Regions from separate parts of the Sus scrofa genome. Here region 1 is linked to region 2. Evidence: chromatin contacts called from public promoter capture Hi-C data. All regions are on one chromosome and are shown on one strand. Each heading gives the region's core, a stretch centred on a gene start, on an enhancer-like site or on the middle of the called end of the contact. The rest is flanking DNA. Distances are from core to core; before and after follow the strand shown.

Evidence for each region. Promoter capture Hi-C pulls out the DNA fragments that hold promoters and counts their contacts.
Region 1: a promoter capture Hi-C map of liver shows a contact between it and region 2, with 5 times the contacts expected there. The contact joins the promoter of TDP1 here to the promoter of TTC8 in region 2. A contact is called at or near these places in 1 of 5 promoter capture datasets (liver), 1 of 47 Hi-C or Micro-C datasets (heart right ventricle) and 2 of 2 datasets of contacts at active chromatin or transcription factors (alveolar macrophages and skeletal muscle).

The regions. Positions count from the first base shown.
Region 1 is chr7:111,765,698-111,769,935 of Sscrofa11.1, forward strand. TDP1 (tyrosyl-DNA phosphodiesterase 1) reads left to right here and starts at 1,397. Exons shown (of 17, transcript XM_005666389.3): 1 at 1,397-1,847; 2 at 3,807-3,911. It overlaps EFCAB11 (EF-hand calcium-binding domain-containing protein 11), which reads right to left and starts at 560. Exons shown (of 8, transcript XM_021099597.1): 1 at 350-560. The coding sequence starts at 424.
Region 2 is chr7:110,728,928-110,733,347 of Sscrofa11.1, forward strand. It overlaps TTC8 (tetratricopeptide repeat protein 8), which reads left to right and starts at 2,802. Exons shown (of 14, transcript XM_001927081.6): 1 at 2,802-3,013. The coding sequence starts at 2,900.

The sequences.
Region 1 (4,238 bases), core at 147-2,646, 1.0 Mb after region 2:
AAACGACTTAATCGCTAGATTAATTCCTTTAAACCCCTGGCATAAATTCTAACCCGAAGTAAATCCTGGATTAAGGAAGGTGAGGCCAAGCGACTGGCTTTGAAAGGCGGGAGGAGAGATGCAGATTACAGGTTTATCACAAATAGACGATGTCACAAGGAAAACAAGGAACTTGGAAGTAGCTAGAACACTGGACCGGGATCCAGAAGGCTTGCAGCCCTAGGCTCAGCCATTAACCAAGACACAGTCCTTATCTGTGCAACCCGGCCGAGATAGGGCCAGGCGGGGTGATGGAAGTGAGAGCCCCAGGTCCAGTTAAAGTCCGAGACTCAGCCCTCTGGACACCTACTTCCACCCATTTCTTGTGTTCCGAAGGGCTGGCTTCCCACATCCGCGGCTGGGCCCCAGCCTGGGATAAAAACATCGCGACTGCCACACTCAAGTCCAGAGAGGTGAATCCACGACCTCCGAGGCCAGAGCCCTCTTTATCGGAGATCGCTTGCCAAGCCCACCGCAGTTCAGGAAGCTGAACTTTTCAGGGCACCTCCAACCTCTTCTCCTATTGGACATCTTGCGAGCCACCGGCGTTGATCCCGCAGTTCTATTGGCCAGAGGTTTTGTTTAATAACGTTTCCTTGGAACAGCCTATGGCGGAGAGGCTCCAGGCCGGCTTCTAGCCTTGGCTCCGCCCCTCTTGTCCCCTTAACTCTTGGCGCGCGACTGGGGACCCAGCTCAGCTAGGTAGTGTTTCAGCGTATCCTGCATGATTATTTTCATCTTCTGCCTCCATACCTTGCAGTAAATTACTTTCGATAATTTTTCTCAATGACGCTATGCTAAACATTATAGGAGACACAAAAAGAAGGTAAAAGGAGCCAATCCAAACAAGTCAAGTCCAAGATTCACGTGCAGATCAGCAAGTCATTGGGGTCGAGCCCTTCGGGGTAGCTAGTTTGTCTGTTCTGTTCTTCTGGATGACCCTAGCGCTGGAGCATAGTGCCTGGCACAAAGCAGACATTCAGTAAACGAACCAAAGTTATTCAATTCAGTCCTCTAGGAGAGGCGCCTGGTTTGAAGAAAACTCCGAGAATAATTAATAAAAAACACCATTGAGCTCAAATGCCAGAGCTAATATCCTTATCAAAGGCAAGGAATTTGGCGAGGGTTCCATTTTGCAAAGGAGTTACTTCAGCCCCCTCTCCTGGTAAATCGGTTTAATCAGATTAAAAAAACAACCCCCCCACAACACTCACACTCAAACACACACACACACACACACACACACACACACACAGAAGCAGACACGCCTGTGTCTGCGAAAAAACAGGCATTCGAGGTTGAGCCTGAGGGAGCTCATTTAACCTTTTATTTTACAGCAGGTTTTACAGTCTGCGCCCCAGGAGAGCCCGCTCCTCCCAGGACACCGGTCTCAGCCATTCCCTTCCTTGAACCTTGAGAGCCTCTCGCTGCCTTTAAAATAAACCTCTCTGCCTCGAGATCCGGCAACCTGAGGCTACGAGAATTCCTGCAGAGGGGATGAGTTTTGCTAATTAACCAACGAAGAACTGGGGGAAACACTTCTTTCTCTGTCTCCCCCTTTTAGGAGACGTGGCCGGGAAGTAAGAGGAGACCTAGGGGAGGGCAGGTCTCTCCGCCCCTTCCTGAGGAAGCCCCCTGCAACCTCTCGGGATCCAGCGGGCTTTAGGACCCGGTGGTGGACGGCCCGGAAGGGGAAGGGGCAGGGCCACGAGACCCGCGCCGCGGCCCGGAGGGTTCGAACTGCGCGCAGGCGCGAGCGGCTGCAAAGGGGCGGGGGCTCAGGCGGCTGCGCGCTCTGGGGGCTTCAGGTGCGTGTATGGAGGCTGTGGGTTCCGCGGCCTCTGGTGGGTCCCGGGTGGCTGCGGGAACCGGGCTCGTGGTTCTGCTCCTTCTGGCCTGGTGCGCGGGCAGCCGGGTTTCGCGAATTCTTCAGTGCCTGGTGGGGCTGGAGGCGGATCCCGAGGGGAGCGGAGCATCTTGTAAAGACACTAGGTAGGGTCTCCTCTTGGGCCTCGGCTTTCTCCACTAATAGTGCCTCTTTGGCGCGAGCACTTGGTCCTGCCGAGACCGGGGTCCAGCCAGCGGGAGTCCCCCTCCGCCGATTGCAATTTCAGCTTCTCCACGTAGCTGGTGGATGGTCTCGGCAGCTAGCATGTTGGGCGCTTACTCTATGCCAGGCACTTAGATTTTCTGTGTCCAGTTTCATCATAAAGGGAAACAGTCGTGTTGCGAGCGTAAAATGAGTGTATACCCAGTAAAGCGCTTCAAGCTGTGCCTGGCCCGTAGTGAGCGTCCAGAAGAGTCAGTAGCTGTCCTTATTTCCTCGACGTACCCCCGAATTAGCCTACTTCACTATACCCACCGCCTTCAGCTACCCGAGTTCCAACAGGAGGCTCATTCCTTCGACTTTTGTCTTCCTCCCAACGATTCTCGGTACAGAGTTGTACGGAATGTAGTATTTTTAAAAGGCACATTGGACCACGGTACTCCCCTGCTTATTAAAGCCCTTCAGTGAGGTCCGGCTATTCTTAGAATAAAATGCAGGATCTTTAGCTTACCCCTCACTCCTGCCTACCCTCTTCATCCTGGACCACCTACCTGTCTTCCTTGCCCAAGTCGTTCTGTTTTTGGAATTACTACAACCTTGATCTCACCGCCTAGCCTTCACAGGTTGGGTTCCCTCACTTGGAATGCTCTTCTTTCCCTCCCCTACTGTTATTTGGCTGGTTCATTTTCATTTTCCAGAGCTCACGTCAGTGTTAGAATGTTCCAAGCTAAGGGCATCTCTGTTACTCTCTCTTACCTATAAAATGTAGTGAATACCTGTAAAGATATCTTGTCTTTTGTTCATTTCTCTTTGTGTCGTCTCTTTCCCCCTGAAAAACAAGCTTTTCTAGGACAGAGACTGTTTCTATATTAACTTCTTATTCTCAGTGCTTGGCACATACTAGCTGCACAATAAATATTTGTTGAAGGAACAGGAGGTAGGTATGATACCCATTTTACGGAGGAGGAAACTGAGGTGCAGCAGTTAAGTAACCTGCCAAAGTGTTCATTTGCCATCTAGTAATGACTGGATTTAAAACTGGGGTCCGTATTTGCCCATTACTGGCCACACCTGGCCTCAGTTGACTCCCATGCCTTCCTAATAGTCAGCAAGCTCTGTAAGAAGGAGCAGCTGGAAGTGTAAGATAATGCCCTCCCTGGGTCTGGGATGGTAGAGGGAGAGGAGAAACTTGCAACTTTAAGGGGAGTATCCATTTGCATTCACGAATTTTTTTTCAGTCCCTAAACGCTCTCATGTTATGAGCTGGCATTTGGTGGGAGAATTTCTTTAGATTTTTATCCTGCTTGGCATTATAGCTTAATGCAGTGTTTGTTAACGTTGCAGTAATGTGGTTGGTTGCCTCCTTCACTTTCACATAAGCACTGCCCTGAAGACCTGAACTTTAATTTTTTTTTTCTTTTTATGGCTGCATCTGTGGCATATGGAAGTCCCCAGGCTAGGGGTCCAGTTGGAGCTGCACCTGCTGGCCTATACCACAGCGATGGCAACACCGGATCTGAGACCCATCTGTGACCTACACCACAGCTTGCCGCAACGCCAGATCCTTAACCCACTGAGCAAGGCCGGGATCAAACCCCCATTCCTCAAGGACACTATGTCAGGTTGCTAACCCACTGAGCCACAGCGGGAACTCCAAGACATAAATTTTAGCTATCATAAATGTAATGGAGTCATAAGATACCTTCTGTTCGTGTTACAGTGTTACTGGTGCCTGCAGAAGAGCCTAGAGTCTGTCCTTTGTTCAAAAGCAAGCATAGAGGCGTTTCTGCAAGCAACTTTCGCCTTGATTAAACAGGAATTGGAGGTACTTTCAGAATGTGATAATTAACGTCAGGTCCCAGTCACCCCCACTTTGGGAAACACTGTACTTTGCTGCGCATCTGGGTTGTAATTCCAATTCTGGTGTCACCGCTTAAATGTGATGTTAGACCTGTGCCGTGCCAGGCACTGCCCTGGGAAGGCAAACCAGAAACAAACAATTGGAGGAAAACACTTGGGTTCCATCCTCGTAAAGCTATGCGACTTGACTACTGTAGCTCTCGGAGACGGTAGGGAACCTGGGCCTGTGTAAGAGAAAATTCTGATGCGGGACCAGGTCCAGTTCTCCAAAGTAAAAAGTCAGTTCCTGGTG
Region 2 (4,420 bases), core at 1,552-4,051:
GCACTCTTTAAAACCTGTCAAAGGTTGGAGTTCCCGTTGTGGCTCAGCAGAGTAAAAACCTGACTAGTATCCACGACGATGCAGGTTTGATCTCTGGCCTCACTCAGTGGGTTAAGGATCCGGTGATGTAGGCTGCAGATGAACTTTTGATCTGGCATTGCTGCGGCTGTGGTGTATCCTGGCAGCTGCAGCTCTGATTCTACCCCTAGCTTGGGAATTTCCATATGCTGTGGGTGTGGCCCTAAAATGACAAAAACAAACAAACAACAAAAGAATCTGTCGAAGTCATCATAAACTAGGAAAATATGAATAACTGTCAGACCAGAAGAGGTCAGAGAGACAGGATAATTAAATGTAATATGGTATCCAAAGTAGGATCCTAGAATAGGAAAAGGTATTAGGGAAAAACTCCTGAAATATGAATAAATTGCAGAGTTGATAGTAATAAACCAATGTAGGTTCTTTCCTTGTGTCATATGTATCATAGTAATGTTAACAGCAGGGGAAATTGAGTGAAGAGTGTATGGGAACTCCTGTATCTTTGTAATTTTCCATAAATCTAGATAGATGCTAAAAGTATTTTTTTTTATTTTAAACTTTTTTTAGATTCTAAAGTATTTTTTTTTTTATTTCAAGAAATCTAATATAGGAGTTCCTGTCGTGGCGCAGTGGTTAATGAACCCGACTAGGAACCATGAGGTTGCGGGTTCGGTCCCTGCCCTTGCTCAGTGGGTGGAGGATCTGGCGTTGCTGTGAGCTGTGGTGTAGGTTGCAGACGCGGCTCGGATCCTGCGTTGCTGTGGCTCTGGCGTAGGCCGGTGGCTGCAGCTCCGATTCGACCCCTAGCCTGGGAACCTCCATACGCTGCGGGAGCGGCCCAAAGAAATAGCAAAAAGACAAAAAAAAAAAAAAAGAAATCTAATATAGAGCCGGGGTTGAGAATCACAAAGAATCCACTTACAAGAGTTCCCCTCGTAGCTCAGGGGTTAACGAACCTGACTAGTATCCATGCGGACTTGGGTTTGATCCCTGGCTCTGCTCAGTGGGTTAAGGATCCAGCATTGCCTGTGATCTGCGGTGTAGGTTGCAATGTTGGCTCGGATCCTGCATTGCTGTGGCTGTGGCTGTGGCTAGGTCTGAAGCTACAGCTCAGATTCCACCTCTGGCCTAGGAACTTTCATATGCTTCGGGTGCAGCCCTAAAAAGAAAAGAAAAGAAAAGGAAAAAAAAAAGAAGAATCCACTTACATTGTACCAGAAAACAAAAGGACCCTGTGAAACACTGAGCCCAACTGCCAATTCCAGCATGTACAGTCCTAAAAACCTGACCCCCTAGAAAGAATGGGCTGCTGCATTAGGCACATTACATTTCTAGAGGCACCTCCAGGGAAACACAAATGGACTAACTGCAATAAACATAACTGGAATAATGACATTCTTGATAATTCATTGCTTCCAAGATACAAAAAATTCAAGAAAGGCTGCTTAGTAAAGGAGAAAAAAAACTACTCATAAGGTTTCATTTTCATACGTGTGAAAGGTATGCGTATCTGGATTCAATAGTATGTCTGACGTCTGTATTATAGTACCTTAGTGGTATGAGAAAATTATGAATGATCTAACATTGCTAACAGCTTTTGCCAGTTTTTTTAAAAAATACATGTATTTAAAATTTTACTGAATTATAGTTGTTCTACAATGTTGTGATAATTTCTACTGTACAACAAAGTGATTCAGTTATACATATACACACATATCCATTTTTTTTTTCAGATTCTCTTCCCATATAGACTGTTAGTTCATTTTTTATCTCTAAAGGAGATTTAGGCCTGATTAGAAAGTTCTTCAATAAGGACTTTTCCTTTCCTGCCTCTCCCACTGTGACAGGAAGAAGCCGAGGAAAAAAAGATCCGGCAGTCCTCCATAATGAGTCTATGTGGATTTAGCTTGGTCACACTTCTTTTTTCCTAACCATTACAGACATGCGTTAACTGCCTAAATCTCTAGTGGAAAGTCAGACTTGTACCTGAAGAAATCGCTCTGCATAAGTTAACATTTGACAAATAACAGGTGCTTGCAGATGATGTTTCAAAAAGCTTTTCAAAAATTTTTTGTGCACACTTTTTTTTGGTAAAAATGTTAGTGAGTTATAATTCAGAACCCCTAGGCATCGCTGAATAAACAAGTGGTATTAACGGTTCGCAATCTTGCAAACTTCAGGCCAGCTCCCTAACGCCACTGCGACACTAGGTAAATTACTTCTCTGAGCCCGTCTCAGTTTCGCACCTGTCAAATGAATGGGTTGGAGGAAGCGATCTTCAATGTACCTTGTAATTGAGACACTGAAATTTGGTGAGAAGGATTTGGAAGGAAGACTGGAGAGTTTTATATATTTAGGGCTTTGGGTTCTGGTGGGCGGGTGATATCGAAGAAACCGATGTTCCTAGAGTCAGAAGAGCAAACGATAGCGGTAAGAATGCTTGAAGGAGAAGAGTAGGGCAGCAAACCGTCGAAGGGGCAATTCCGGGGGACTTTTCTGGAACTGGCAGGGTACGCCCAGCGTTCAGTTGCTAAGCAACAGGATGAGTGGAGGACCCCGGTTGGGAATGTCTAAGTCACTGCCTCTTAATTTAGCCACGGCGCCGGCTCCTCGAAATTAATGAAATGTGTAGCCTTCGAAGGTATACAGTGTTAGAAGCCAAGGTTTGGCAAGCCCTAATGCTGAGTTCTACGCGCGATGAGCATTCTTTTTCCTGTTCTCAGGCGCGATGCGGGACGCCTCTCCGGCAAGGCCCCCGCCGCCGCGCGTTGCCGAGCAGAGCTGGACGCCGCCCGCTCCTCGCCCCCCGCCCTCCCCGGACCCGGCGCTGGTCCTTCGCGGCCCGCCCCCCCCCGCCGCCATGGGCTCGGAGATGGAGCCGCTGCTCCTGGCCTGGAGCTATTTTAGGCGCAGGAAGTTCCAGCTCTGCACCGATTTGTGCACGCAGATGCTGGAGAAGTCCCCTTATGACCAGGTACCGGCCGGACCCGTCAGCCTTGTTGATCCCGGCGATAAGACTGAGGGCTCTGGGGGATGTCCCGGTCCCCGGGAGGGGTCCAGGGAGGAAGGTCCTGGCTGAGGTTGACCGAGTGGTCAGCACAGTCACCCAGAGCGAGACCCCCTAGAACCACGGCCCTCAGATCCTTGCCCGCGATGTCCCCGAGTCCCTGCAGGACCCATAGGTTCTATGCCATGACCGTCTCCTCCTCAAACTTCAGCAGCCCCCTTGCTTCAGATGTCCCTTAAAGGAACACTTTGGTGACGAACTTTTTTTAGTTCCTTTATGCTTGCATAATAGATGGGCTTGTAAGCTCGCTGCGTGTGCGTTACTAATTTCTGAAACAATTATGTATAAACGTAAAGATATGTAACTTCCCACCCCCTGTGGAAATGGCTGCCTTTTTTTTTCCCTTCTGGCTCCAACGTGTGATCCTTCCATTTCATCTTAAGACAGTTTCATCTATTATTGTCCAAAAAGAGGAGCCTTTATTCTGGGGCTTGAGTGCAACTTGAGACAAATAGTGCAAATTGGGAATGAGAATCTAGAAGAGGAAAAGATAACATCTATTATTGGGAGGGAGGGATGGGGGAAAAACTCTCGATTGATTGAAAAGTTTATTTAGGTTCTCTTATGCTGTGTATAAGAGAGGTCCGCCTCTGGTGGGTGGGTAATTCTTGAAAGGGTAAAAGAGAAACAGGGAGAATAGAGCAGAGATAGTGCAGTTTGTTAGCGCTTCTAGTAAATGCAGAATATATTTATGTAGTTATAGTTTCCCAGCTTTTCCTCTGGTGGTGTTGCCTTGGAGATGTTAGAAAAAAAGGAAAATGGAGGGGAGTTACGTAAATGGAGGTGTGAAAACTGTTACTAGGCTCTCTGCCTTAGTTTCCAGCAAATAGATGGAGGATAACCTGTTGAGGTGAGTATTTTGGCCTTCAGATACAACAGTTGGGTACAGCATTCTGTGTTAGTGGGAATGCTAAACTAGGTTCTGTTTGTCTTAGTTCCCATTAGTTAATGGGACTGCATTTCTGTGGACAAGTGTTGTTTCTTGGCACAGTAGTCCCATAAATGCTGCTGCTGGAAAAAAAAGCGACGATTCCACCATCAAATATGTTTGGGAACCATGACAGAATATTGACCCCTTGACATTCATACAACCAGAGTTTGTTACAAACTAGTGATGTACCGGACATTGTGTTGTTATTCCATTGAGTTAAGGTAGTTTCCATACTGTGTTCCACAGAACAGCAGTCCCAAGAGTGCTCAAAATTTCCTCATTAAATGCATTTGGGAAATGTATATTCCCTACTTAGATTCCAGATTCGTAGTAGAGGCTCTGAGAAGTTCTGCAGAAAGAAACTTAATTGTGCCTAGGTTTGA